3 separate regions of the Sus scrofa genome follow, and all the other regions are linked to region 3. Evidence: chromatin contacts called from public Hi-C and promoter capture Hi-C data. All regions are on one chromosome and are shown on one strand. The core of a region is the stretch at or near the end of the contact, and the rest is flanking DNA. Distances in the headings are between cores, read along the strand shown. Region 1 holds the start of CD63 (CD63 antigen). Region 2 holds the start of RAB5B (ras-related protein Rab-5B). Region 3 holds the start of CDK4 (cyclin dependent kinase 4).

Region 1 (4,320 bases), core at 1,232-3,731, 1.9 Mb before region 3:
CTTCACCCACCCACCCTCCCAAGCCCTCTCCAGAGGAACGCCCTTCCAGGAGGGCCAGGCCCCGTGCTGGCCCACCGCCACTCACTGTGACCATAAGACAGTAGTTCTCCTTGCAGGTCCCACAGCAGCCCACAAAGGCCACCAGGAAGAGGAAGGCACCCACTGCGATGATGACCACAGGCAACAGGGAGCCAGGGGTGGCCCCCTGGGTAATGGTCTGATTTAGCACGAGCTGGACCCAGATCCCCACGGCGATCAGTCCCACGGCACAGGCCTGCGGGGAGGACAGAGCAGGACTGAGAGGCCGCACAACCCATCAGCCCTCCAAGGTGGAGGGCGCGATGGACCCGGGACACAGACCAGAACCCCACTCCAGAGACGGATTCTCACACCTCCAGGGGACCTAACTGTGGGGGAGAAGGGTGAGCCATCCTTGCCAGGGAGGGCTGGGAAACTGTTCAAGGCTCTCAGAGAAGGCAGTCAGAAGGAACCACACCTTCCACAACCCGCTCCTCACCAAGGCAAAAAGAGAAGTTCCCAGAAAGCCTTGACCCCAGGGCACAAATTCCCAACAAAGAGAAGTGCTTCCTGTGAGCCTCTTCCTATGGGCCTCCAGGGCTCCCAGAACTGCCCTCTCACTGTCCTCCAGTGCCCACCACATCCTCACCAGCTGTGACTAGGGTTCCTGGGGCCCACTAGGGTTCCTCAGGACTCGGGTTCCTCAGGCCCACTAGGCCAGGGAGGAGAAGGGAGGAGGAAGCGGGGTAAGGGTGACCTGCCCCTCCCTGGACAAACAATCCTCTCTCAAGCCGGGGGCCCAGGGCAGGAGCCATCTAGGTGGACAGAGCCCTCTCCAACCCCCAAGCAGGAAGGAGGGGGTATGAGGGAATGGAGAGGAAGGGGGGGTGGAGGGTGCGGAGGGGCACCCCGTGGTGATAGCATCAAGCCGTTGGCGGGTTGCCCCACTGCCCCATATCACAAGAGGTTGGGTCACCAGACAGGAAAGGCAAGGAGGGATTACGGGGAGGGTGCTAGGCACCCAGGCCGGCCATTCTCGATCCCAAACAGTCTCAAAGATCCCTGCTTTGAGCTGGAGGAGGCGATGGCCGCGCTGCCCTCGGCCGTTAGCCGGGAGTTCCTTCCACATCTGCTCTCCAGCTGCCTTCCTTCTTGACCCCTCAGCCGTCAGCACTCCCGAGCCAGTTCTCCCCGCACCCTGCCAGCGCGCCCCCATCGTCCCCGCTCCCCACTCACGCAAAAGGCCAGCAGAAGAACGTAGAGCAAGAACTTGACACATCTCATTCCTCCTTCCACCGCCATGGCTGCCTGGCCTGGGGCACAGGGGAGGGCAGGGGGATTAGAACCGGTCGAAGGGGTATCCGGGCTTCGGAGCGCCCTGCCGGCCCTCGAGACCTCCCCTGCGCGGCCCCCATTCCCGGCCCCTCCCACCCGGAAACCCGCGGTCAGATCCACGTCTCCCAGCCCCCTCTTCTCCCTGCAGGAGAGGGGTGGGGGCGCCCGTCGCCCAGCCCGGACCCCGCCCCGCCGCGTCCCTGGCCCCGGACTGATCCAAGGGCGCCCGCTGGGGCCAGGGCTGGACGCCCACCCTGGGCCCGCCAGCCCCCAGGTGTTAAACACCCCCTCCCCACCCAACCAGCCCCCCAAAATTGTCCTCAGCTCTAGCCCGATCCCCAGGCCACTTTCCCCTGGGCTCTGACCACCGCCAAAAATAAGTGCGTCCCGCGCTCCGCATCCCACCCCTCCCGGGCCTCCGGAACTTTCCAAAGTTGCAAAGTTGCGAGGGCCTCGGGAGCAGCGGGGGAGCGAAGCCGATCTTCAGAGGCCCGGAGCGAGGCCCTGAGCGGGGAGCGGCTGGCGATTCCCCCCAACACCCCGACGCCAGAGCCGGAGCGGGCTCCGCGGCCTCACCTGGGCTCCCCGAGGCTGTGCGCTGCACTCCCGCCGCGGCTCAGGGGCTCTCTAGCTGCGCCCCCCGGCTCCGGCCCCGCCCGGCGCGCGGCCCCGCCCCGGCTCCATCCGCAGCCCCCTCCCCCGCCGAGTAGCCGCCAGCCTCCCTCATGTGACGCGAGAACAGCTGCGGCCTGAGTCACCCGGCCTGCAGGAGGAAGGCCGAGACCCCGGCCGGGTCAAGGCCACGTGGCCCCTGCCTGGAAGACGGCGCCCACCCCCCGCAAAGGGAGGGCACCAAGGGCAAGACCCCGGGGTGCCTGGGTTCTCCTGGCTTCCCCAGCCCCGTGCCAACTCGGGGTAGGAGAGGGGGACCAGGCGCCGCCTGCTTTTCTTTGGCTCAGGCAAACGGGGGAGACGTGTGAGAGCTAAAGGAGGGATGAGCGGCCCAGAGGAACCCTCTGTGCACCCAGCCCGGGCGGCGGAGCTGAGGCGAGGGGACAAGATGGTCTTCAAGAGGCCTCCTCATCCTCCACCCAGAGCCCACTCCCTTCCTCTCGCTCCAACTCTGTTCCAGCCCCTCACCCCTTCCCCGAGTCAGTAGAGGGCGCTGTTGGGTCCCTGGGATAGGGTGGGTCGCGAATAAACACTTTTAGAAAGTCCCTGGCTTCACATCCTGGGGGTCCCCCACCATTCTAGAAGGGGTGTTCCTTCTCTCCGCTCCCATTGTTAGTCCATTCTCCATTTTGTAGGATTCCGGAGGAGTGAGCGGAGAAATAGAGGAAGCCTTTCCCAGGACATCCCACCCCGTCAGTCATGATGCGTCATGAATGAGGTCCCTCCCTCCACTCCCGGATCAGCCTGTTACCCGGGAGGCGTGCCGAGGACACTTAGGCGAGCACAGCACGTATTCCCTGCATTTTCCTCGCCCGTCCTGGACAGCCCAGGGGCAAAGCCTGGAGAGGACTGGAAGGTGAGGGGGGGGTGGGCTCCAGAAGAAACTGTGTGAACGGGGCAAGGACGGAACCAGCCACCACACCGCTGCCCGCCCAGCCTGAACCCACCCCTTGCGTTTTTCTGGTCCTGCCTGAAGAACCATTTCCTGAGCTGTGGTGTGTGTACACAAAGAAGGAAGGAAACTTTAAGAGCAAAAGGAAGGCGCACTGGGCTGGGCTGGGCTGAGAACCAGTTTCCAGGATCACTATCTTCAAGCGAAACACACCAAGCCCCTTCTGGACATTGCTCCCCAGTTATCACCTGCAGGCAGGCTGGGGAGGAGGAGCCAAGACTCCGAAGAAAGGAGTATTCCTCTGTTTCTGCCAGGCATGTGCTGGGCACAGGGCCAGCGAGGTGAGGAAGTTGATGGCCCTGTCCTCTGCCAGCAGGCAGAACCAAGCCCACACTGTGAATAGACGCAGAAACCCCTGGTGGCAGCTGGACTAGCTCAGAGGGAGGGGCAGGAGGTGCCGATGCCCCAGAGGGAAAAAGAAAAAGATTTCACAGAGGTGGGTGGTGCTCTCCCAGGGGAGCTTGGCGAATAAAAGGGCAAGCATCAGTTCCAGTGCCAAGGAAAGGGCCAGGTGTAAAAGAGGAGTCGTTTTGTTTATTTATTTATTTATTTTTAATTTTTGTCTTTTCAGGCATACGGAAGGTCCCAGGCTAGGGGTTGAGTCAGAGACAACCACAGCAACGCCAGATCCGAGCGGTGTCTGCAACCTACACCACAGCTCACGGCAAGGCCAGATCCTTCACCCACTGAGCCGAGCGAGGACTGGGATTGAACCGCATCCTCATAACTAGTTGGGTTCATTACTGCTGGACCACAATGGGAACTTCCAAAAAAGGAGTAGTTTTAAAAGTCCATGGCAGGGAGTTCCCACTGTGGCTCAGTGGGTTAACAAACCCAACTAGTAACCATGAGAATGTGGGTTTGATCCCTGGCATTGCTCGGTGGGTTAAGGAGCCGGCGTGGCCTTGAGTTGTGCGAATGTAGCCCTAAAAAGCAAAAACACAAACTCTTTTTTAATTTAAAAATAAAGTCCATGGCAGATTGGGATTGGCCAGCTGCCTCACAGGGCTGGGGAAGGATGTGGTGACAGATGGACGGGAGGGAAGCTGGTCTGAAGTCAAATTGAGAAACTTTAGGAGTTAGCATCGTCGTGGCACAGCGGAAATGAATCTGACTAGGAAACATAATGTTGAAGTTTCAATCCCTGGCCTCGCTCAGTGGGTTAAGGATCTGACGTTGCAGTGAGCTGTGGTGTAGGTTGCTTACGAGGCTCAGATCTGCTGTGGCTGTGGCGTAGGCCGGTGACCCCTAGCCCGGGAACCTCCGTATGCAATGGGTGCGGCCCTAAAAACCAAAAAAAAAAAAAGATTGAGAAACATTAAATACCTACTCACCAAGTATAA
Region 2 (4,603 bases), core at 272-2,771, 1.7 Mb before region 3:
CCTCTGAAGGCCACCCTCATAAGAGTGAAAGTTAAGGTTTAGACATCGTTTTGAGAATGCTGACACTTTTTTAGGGCTGTGACTGAGTGGGGGCATTGGGGAAAAAATATTTCTTTAAAAGAAGGATGAACAATTATATTTATATTTCAGGTTATAGTAGTTTTTTAAGTGGGAATGGGTGGATTTGTTGCCCTGTGCACCTTGGGGTTTATAATGCAAATGTTTTTAAAAAATTTTTTTTTCTTTTTATGATTTTGTCTCTTTCCTCCAACCTTTTGTCCTTGAGTGTTCTTGCTGTTAACATTATTTGTAATTTAGTTTATAATTCATTAAAAAAAAGTTCTTAGTTTTATAGCTCATCTCTGTGTTTTACTGAAAGAATGGTGTGTGAGAGAATATGAATGTATGCGATAATTGGTTTCAGACTCCTTTTCCTAATCTCTGTGCAGGGCTACCCACCCCATCCCCATTTTGATCTCTGTGATGCAACTGGGATAGTGCCGAGGGTGGGCAAGGTGGGAATTATTGCCCTGATTTTACAGCTAGGGAAACCGAAGCTTATGTATTTCCTACTTCTCTTTCCCCACAAACTTACATCTCTCCTTGCCCCCACAACACCTACACATAGACATATATCCCATACACATACGTACGAGGTGCCAGTTCCAGAATTTCAAGGTTAGGGTTTAGGAGCAGCAGTATGTTTGGAACTGGGCTCCATGGGAATTTGCATTGACATTGCATTTCCCAGGAAGCTCCCCTTTTTTTCCTTTTTGTTTCATATCACAAACGGTAAAGTTTTCCAAAGTAGTTTATTCATATTTACGTACAATTGAGAATATATCAATCGTCTTATGAAAAATTACTATAACAGGGCTAAAGCCTCCTCAAGTTACCACTTCTAGGAGTTGCCATTGTTTCATCTCACCAAAAAAAATCTCAGACTGCCCGTGGGCCACCCTTCGGAGCCCCACTGAAAGGAGGAAGCACCGATGTGAAGGGTACTTAAATTCCCAGGCTCCAGGTCCCGGAGAGAAGTATTTCCCTTACGCCCGCGAATTTGTCATAGAGGGCGGGGCGCTGAAGGCAGGCCTGCCGAATACGGGGGAGGGGCGGAGGTCAGTAGCGGCCTTCCAAAGCCTTTCGACCCCGCCTTGCCTGCCATTCAAGTCTCGAATTTTCGAAGTACTGGTTAAAATTTCACTTTGACCCGCCTCCGTCGCTCACCTGATTAGATGTTTATGAGTCAAAAGGCGGGGTCATGAGGATGTCGAGAGTTTATTGGTTGAGGTACACGCCTGTTAGTGGTGTACCGCCCCCTATCTCGGGGAGCTCACTCTTTAGTGGCTCCTCACCTCGTCCATCTCCAAGGTTTCCCTCTCTGTATTGGTGCAGAGACCCGTCTGTCCAGTCCTTTTCTCGTACTCATTGGTGATAGCGCCGAAAGAGATCCGCCTTTCTCCAGAGGATTGGCGGATTAGGGCGCACAGAGCCCACCCTCTGTGGTAGGCGGGTAGTCGTGCAATTGGCTGGGGCCCCCGCCCCAGGGCGAGGAGGAGGAGGAGGGGCAGGAGGGTTTGGTTGAGCTGCAGCTGTTTGTCTGTTCGACACAGGCTTGGGCCCGACGGGGGAGACGGAGCCCCAGGTACCTGGCTGATGGAGCCCGCAAGGGCAGGGGCGGAGGCGCCCCGGAGAGGAGAGCGGCCTGGCCTGAGGGCAGAGGCGGGTCTAGGCCTCCGCGAGGGGTTGGAGTGGCCCACTGGAGAGGGGAGAAGGGGGCCGGGCCCCAGCAGGCCTAATGGGGGCGCTGAGGAGGGGGCCGGGCGGGCTGGGAGCCCGAAGTTGGTGAGTCGGGAAGGCGGCTGGGTGGTGTTGGCTGCCGGGCTGGGCGCCGGCGCGGGAGGCCCGTGGCTCGCGTGCGGGCAGGGGCAGGCCTCTTTGAGCCTCGCCGAAGAGGGAGGAGCTGGGGAGATGGGATGGGGCGGCGGGTGAGGTAAGCCCATGCCGGGAGGTGAGGAGGGGTCAAGCCCGACGCCCGGGCCCCGAGGGGAACCGGGGCTGAGGCTCTCTCGAGAGGTCTCAGTGGAAGGGCCAGAGAAAGGTTCTTAGCTGTGTAAGAGGCATTCTTTTCGGGCAAAGTGACTATTATAAAAATAACTAGGGTGCTCCAGAGTTGAGCCGACAGGGATTTGGGTTCAGTGAGGGAGAACCGAGACAAGCCAAGAGAGCTTTCTTAATCTAGAAGACTCGGAACTGGAGCAAGGGAAGCAGGGTCTCGCATCAGTTATGGGAGCTGCTGGGAATGCTAAAGGGTGAGCTAGAGGCTCAGGGTCTTGCGAGAACTCATGCTTTTGTTCCCATTACGTGTGGAGATGTGGTAACTTGAAGTTTTTTGGTACTCCTGGGGTAGCCAATGAAGACAAAAGTAATTTTTTTTTTCTCTAACTGTTGGCCGTTCACACACTTTAGACTGCAGTCTCTGTTTCTTCTTACCTCCTGTTTCATGTCCTGTGAAAAAGCTAAGAAGTCGGCTTTGGGGGTGTTCATTCTTTCTTTCCTACTTAATAATGTGGTCTTTATTGGATACCTTGTCTCTGACCCAGCAATGGAGAATCAGTGATTTATTTTCTGCACTGGAAATGGACTTAGGGATCCCGCAGCCATCCAGAGACCTTCTGACCATAGTTGGGGAAACTTTCGTGGCACTTGGACTTGGGTATTTCCCAGGCAGGTAATGGTTAGGTGGAACCAAGCCTGGAAATATGAGGTGATATCACTGAGGAAGGGATTTGGGGAAGAGTGAGAAATTCCATTCCAGAAGGTTGGCATCACCCCTGTTCTTTGTCTCCTTCTTCAGGAGCCCCGGTCTCTGAGCTATTAGAAAGTTGGGTCAGATGGAGAGGCACTTGGGGAAGGAGGTGAGTAGAGAAAAGGAAAATGGATTTAATAAGATGTGAGAGTCCCCTCCTCCCATATATTTTGAATGCTCTACTGACCTCATTAGTCCCCTCCATAGATTGGAGCTTATTGGATTTTCCCTTATTATACTTCCCTCTTTTTCCCTTTTATACCAGCATATTTTGTAACGACATTTCTTCTTAATTAGAAAAGTAATATGTACATATTTTTAAATATTCAAGTTTTACAGAAGTATAAAAAGTATAAATCCTCCCACATATACCTCCCTCCTTTCATCCAGAAAGGTCAGAGATAAGAGATAGCAGATCAGACTAATCTTACTTCCCTTTGGGGGATATGCCACCCAAGGCAATTCTGTTTTCATGTTCCCACCAAACTCTGGTTTCTCATTCTTACAGTTTCCCTTCTGAGATGATACTCTGTTATTTATTGTGCTCCTTTCGCAGTTCATTTTGTCTTGCTTTTATCAAATTCAGACAAGCAGAGAGTTGTGCTCAGGGTTATCCCTCACATCCTTACACACACACACACACAAAAAAAAAAAAAAACACACTTTGTGTAGTGGGTATTCTAGGAAATGCCCAAATAGATGGCCAAAACTTCTTTTTCTTTTATGGGCAGGAAAGATCAGTGAATCATTTCGTTTGAGTGAATTATTGGCATCTCTGCCGAAGTGAGGAATTTGAGACTTCTATCTTCTGGTTCATGGTCTCTGCGTGTTCAGAGTATGTGACTGTCCATTCATTATCCCAAAAGAAGAGGCTAGTTCTCCTAAGGGGCCCCTGTATCTGTCTTTCTATAGTGATAGAAGAAGCTTCCAAATTTCTCTGAATTTGAAATCAGTTTTCCTTTAAATCTCAGTACAGCTGGGACATTTACTATACCACCTTCTTAGTTGAATTTGCCCTTACTGGCTTTAGAAGCTCTATAATGTGCCCAGCCTTTGTACGGTGCCCTCAGAAACCTGGATTATTGCCCCCCACCCCACCCCTGGAGCTTTTATTTTCTCTCCTGCAAAGCCAGTCCTAGAGAAAATTGTGTAGATGTGTATGTGTGTATTTGTATTCTAAATCCTCACTAGGCTTTGCCATTTCCTGCATCCTGATGATATCTTGTCACTTTCTTCTATACATCCTTTCTTGTCTTTTCCACTTTTTCCTTAATCAAAGTTTTCCTTCAAAAAATGATCTGGAGGAGTTCCCATTGCGGCTCAGTGGGTTAAGAACCCGACTGGTATCCATAAGGATGTGCTGGCCTTGCTCAGTAGGTTAAGGGTCCAGTGTTGCCACAAACTGTGGTGTAGGTGGCAAATACAGCTTGAATCCAGCATGTCTGTGGTGTAGGCCAGCAGCTGCAGGTCCAATTCGACTCCCTAGCCTGGGAACTTCCTTAGGCCACAGGTTCAGCCCTAAAAAGCAAAAAAAAAAAAGAAAGAAAGAAAAAAGGAAATCTGGACTTGCTCCATATTCAGGTATAAATAACAATCACTTAAAGTATTAACCTTCCAAGAGTATTTGCTTCTTAAGAGGAAGCTAAGGAGTGGAATTATCAATATAGAATTTCAATTGTATATCTGAAGTTAAAAAATATATTTGAAATATATTTGGAGAAGAGGACTTTCCCATTGCCATTGAAGTCTTACCTCATCTCTTCAACTATTAATTAACTTTGCCCAGAAGCAAGG
Region 3 (4,357 bases), core at 583-3,082:
AAGACAGCAGTCATTTTCAAACATATGGTGGAAGAATGATTACAGCTTAGTAGCTCAGAACATCGGGTATGTAGAATAAAGAGCTATGGAATTCCTAATTCCAGGATATTTCAGAGCTTCTGGTTATAGACCAGATGGTCAGGAGTACTCAAGTAGAAGAGTGGCCATGACATGGATGTGGTTTATGAATAAGAGATTTGGGAAATTATGGGTTATTTGGGCCCCATACTTTCGACGAAACATCTCTGCGAAGATACAGCCAACGCTCCACATGTCCACAGGTGTTGCATACGTAGACTGCAAAAGAACTTCTGGAGCACGGTACCAGAGTGTAACCACCTAATAGGAATAAGAAGGGTCGATGAGGTCCCTACTCCTTACCATGAAGCACAACTGCTTCACTGAAGTCAAGCACGTAAAAAACACGTGACTTCCCAACTGCTACGAGCAAGCATTCTCCTCCCACTAACCAGAAGCCATTTTGGCTACCATCTTTCTACTGACCACAGGTGTAAGTGCCATCTGGTAGCTGTAGATTCTGGCCAGGCCAAAGTCAGCCAGCTTGACTGTCCCACCACTTGTAACCAGAATGTTCTCTGGCTTCAGGTCTCGATGAACGATGCAGTTGGCATGAAGGAAATCTAGGCCTCTTAGAAACTGACGCATCAGATCCTGGTTTAGAAGGGGGAGGTACAGAGAAACTGGAAACTAGGCATCATACTGGAAGCCACAACAGATGCTACTACAAAGATCCCAGTTTACTTCTCAGTATATGTCCATCCTACTCACCTTGATGGTCTCCACCGGCAAGCCTGGTGGGGGTGCCTTGTCCAGATATGTCCTTAGATCTTGGTCCACATGCTCAAACACCAGGGTCACTTTGGTCTCTCGATCAGTTCGGGCAGTGGCACAGACATCCATCAGCCTGGCCAGAACAAAAGGTCACTCAGTGATCAATCATCTTTGACCTAACATGGCTTCCCCTATTCCTTCAGGGTCCCCACTTCTTTCAACCACCACTCCCCACCTACAGGTTGTCTATTCCTTTTTACTACCCACTCCCAACCCTCCACCTTCTTCTCACCGGACAACATTGGGATGCTCGAAAGCCTCCAGCCGGCGCAGTAAGGCCACTTCACGAACCGTGCTGATGGGCAGGCCCCCTCCAGCACCTCCTCCATTGGGGACTCTTACGCTCTTGAGGGCCACAAAGTGGCCACTGTGGGGATCCCGTGCTTTGTACACGGTCCCATAGGCACCAACACCAATCTCCGCCACTGGTTCATACCGGGAGGTAGCCATTCTCAGACCAGATGAGACCCTACAATCACAGAGACTCCTGCCACCAAATTCCCTTCCAGAGTTCAAATAGTTATGAGCCTGCGGCAACAAAGTGTCTCGCACAAAACATATCCCAAAGACAACAAGAGCAGCATCCCGTCCCTTCCCCAAATTTCCATAAGGCCGACCCCCCTAGGTAACACAATGATTAACCAAAAGCCCTCCAGCCACGTGAGGCCCTAGAATTAAAAAATTCCTTCTTCTTTGGGACTATCAAGCCCTGTACAAGGGAAATCCCACACGACACACCCCCTGCATTGAAGACCCTTCACCTAGTCCTTTAAATTACACCTCCCTATGACCACAAAGGAACATACTACACCCTGCACCACTTCCCGCCCTCGAGCGACCCTTCCAGACCAGCCCGCGTAGGAAGCCGGGGAGGACTAGAATGGTCCCTATTCCTGGAAGGGGGCTACACTTACCTCGCCCCGTGTCAGGAGCTGCGGGGGCGGCCCGTTATCGGGGCCCCGGAGCCGGTTCTTGCAGCGCCATGCACTCGAGCTCTGTCTGGGGCAGCTGGACTCTACGGGCCCGACCATAGACATAGGCCGCAGGCTAGAGCGGCCCCCTTTGCCCCCACCCTCACCATGTGACCAGCTGCCAAAGAGGCGCGCGGAAACTGGCAGGGCGGGGCGAATGTGCCGGACGTTCGGAACACGTGACCAGAGTACGCGTGCGCAGAAAGGCAGCTTGGAGCCTATTTGACCGGGAAGGGGGCGGGGAAGGGAAAGGGGCGGAGGGGCGATGGCAGCCACGTGATCTGTTGCTATCACACGTGACCGCTTGACTGCTTGGAGGAGCAGAGGTGTGGTTACGCTGTAGGGCACGTGACTGGCTGCCGTAACTCTGGCGAGGGGGGGGCGGGAGCCTAGAGAAGGTGGAGTCCAATACGGTGCCATGGCAACCTGGGCCACCCAGATCCCAATTCCCCATTGCAGGCCGAGCCGGAGCGCCAACTCCAGTGTCACTATGCGTCTGTCACTCTATATGCAGAGTGGGGGGCCTGGGGACGTGAGGAGGTGCTGTCGCCTTTATGTACCACCGCCATCGGAAAACATATTCTCATTTGTGTCTTTGTTTCATTCACTCATTCAACAAATTTTTACCGAACGCTTACTTCCTGTGTAAATGTACGGTTTTTGCTACATGAGTTTTTTTGGTGTCTCAGGCACTAGCCCTTTAAGGTAGTGAAAAGGCTATATGTAAAGATATAGCCGGCAGCGTGATCATATAAAATAGAGAGGACACAATACCCGTTTTAGGGCAAAACTAGCATTAAAGGACTGATGGAAGGCAGATAAATACAGTAATCCAACAGGAAGCGTGGCAAGGTAGTGTGCCTTCACCTCTTCAGAACTTCCATTTCTCCCTGGGAGTGTTAAAGCAGAATCTAGATACCTCCTGGCAGAGAGGTTATTAATGAGCTGGAAACAGGAATACTTGACCTTTAAGGTTCTTTTCCAGAGTTCCTGCTGTGGTGCAGCGGGGTGAGATCCGTTGAGTTAGTTGTCTCTGTGGTGGCACAGGTTCAACCCTACCAGGCGCAGGGGGTTAGCGATCCCACGTTGATACATCTGCAGCTCGGATTCAGTTCCTGGCCGGGAACTTCCATATGCCACAGGTGGGGCCAAAAAAAAAGTTTCTTTTCTGCACTAAGATGGTGTGTGTGTGTGTGTGTGTGTGCACGCGCGCGCGCACGCTATTATATACATCATATACAGATGGATATAGGAATGAGTGTGTGCAAGGAAGTTACCACCACATTGCATAAAAATGACTATGCCCTTGTCCAAACCTTCTAACTTTTTATATGGGGCCATTGAGTGGCCTTCTCTTCCACCAGTGCAAGCTTCCTTAGCCTTTGTCCCTCCACAGAACAAATGTTCCCCACTCACAGACATCTAGGTAGGCAATAGGCAGGTTTCTCTGGCTTCTCTTGTCTTACTGGCTCCAACTTCTTTATCTCCCAACCCTTTGGGGGAATGGGGATAAGGAAACGTAAGGATCAGTGTCTCATTAATGATAAACTGTCTAATATCTGAAACCATTCTATTAGTCTATTTGCTCTCCTTGCACCCTAACTTCTGTTCTCCTTAACCATCTGGCTGAGGATGTCAAGCTTGAGATGAACATAAATTGTGTTGCATTCTTTTTTTTTTTGTCTTTTGTTTTTTTTTAGGGCCACACCTGTAGCATATGGAGGTTCCCAGGCTAGGGTTCGAATCAGAGCTGTAGCTGCCAGCCTACACCACAGCCACAGCAATGCTGGATCCTTAACCCACTGAGCGGAGCCAGGGATCTAACCTGAGTCCTCATGGATACTAGTCAGGTTCATTAACCACCGAGCCATGGCTGGAACTCCATGTTGCATTCTGAAAGTTCTAGCTCTGGGCCCTTGCTGGCAAGGGCAGCTGGGATACTAGTAAGAAACATCTCAAGGTCTAAACTGGCTAAATTGCTCCATTGGCTGTTTTGCTAGGAACGTTCCTGAAGTCTGTCTCTGAGTGTGCCGAACTCCCTTCCCATACCAGCAGGGTTCATTTTAGCCTCACCTTCCAATGAAGCCCCCCTACAACTCACTGTCTTTAAAATAGAACTCATTCTCTGGGAGTTCCCTGTTGTGGCTCAGTGGTCACGATCCTGACTAGCAACCACAAGGATGCAGATTCTATCCCTGGCCTCCCTCAGTGGGTTAAGGATCTGGCGTTTCGGCAATCTATGATATAAGTCGAAGACACTTCGTAGGCTGGCAGCTTTAGCTCTGATTAGACCCCCTAGCCTGGGAACTTCCATGTGCTGCAAGTACAGCCCTAAACAACAACAACAAAACAGATAGAAGTCATTCTCTATGTTGGCTTGGGTTCCAGCCCCTTTTTCATCTTTTTTTTTTTTTTTTTTTGTCTTTTTAGGGCTGCACCCATGGCATATGGAGGCTCCCAGAATAGGGGTGGAAATGGAGCTGTAGCCACTGGCCTATGCCACAGCCATAGCAATGCCGAATCTGAGCCAAGTC

The links. Promoter capture Hi-C pulls out the DNA fragments that hold promoters and counts their contacts. A called contact is a pair of places that touch in the nucleus more often than the background predicts.
Region 1: a contact with region 3 is called in a Hi-C map of liver, with 4 times the contacts expected there. The contact joins the promoter of CD63 here to the promoter of CDK4 in region 3. A contact is called at or near these places in 1 of 5 promoter capture datasets (liver) and 3 of 47 Hi-C or Micro-C datasets (embryonic fibroblasts, liver and retroperitoneal adipose tissue).
Region 2: a contact with region 3 is called in a promoter capture Hi-C map of liver, with 6 times the contacts expected there. The contact joins the promoter of RAB5B here to the promoter of CDK4 in region 3. A contact is called at or near these places in 1 of 5 promoter capture datasets (liver) and 1 of 47 Hi-C or Micro-C datasets (heart right ventricle).

What each region holds. Positions count from the first base shown.
Region 1 is chr5:21,173,744-21,178,063 of Sscrofa11.1, forward strand. It overlaps CD63 (CD63 antigen), which reads right to left and starts at 2,482. Exons shown (of 8, transcript XM_005663878.2): 1 at 1,930-2,482; 2 at 1,255-1,331; 3 at 86-274. The coding sequence starts at 1,320. LOC106510300 (basic proline-rich protein-like) reads left to right here and starts at 1,319. Exons shown (of 2, transcript XM_013997622.1): 1 at 1,319-1,627; 2 at 1,696-2,106. The coding sequence starts at 1,319. The coding sequence ends at 2,106. LOC102162669 (a long non-coding RNA gene) reads left to right here and starts at 2,150. Exons shown (of 2, transcript XR_303407.3): 1 at 2,150-2,268; 2 at 2,661-3,496.
Region 2 is chr5:21,371,812-21,376,414 of Sscrofa11.1, forward strand. It overlaps RAB5B (ras-related protein Rab-5B), which reads left to right and starts at 1,522. Exons shown (of 6, transcript XM_021091797.1): 1 at 1,522-1,645. It overlaps CDK2 (cyclin dependent kinase 2), which reads left to right. Exons shown (of 7, transcript NM_001285465.1): 7 at 1-192.
Region 3 is chr5:23,040,127-23,044,483 of Sscrofa11.1, forward strand. CDK4 (cyclin dependent kinase 4) reads right to left here and starts at 1,833. Exons shown (of 8, transcript NM_001123097.1): 1 at 1,767-1,833; 2 at 1,085-1,321; 3 at 790-925; 4 at 505-672; 5 at 230-339. The coding sequence starts at 1,302.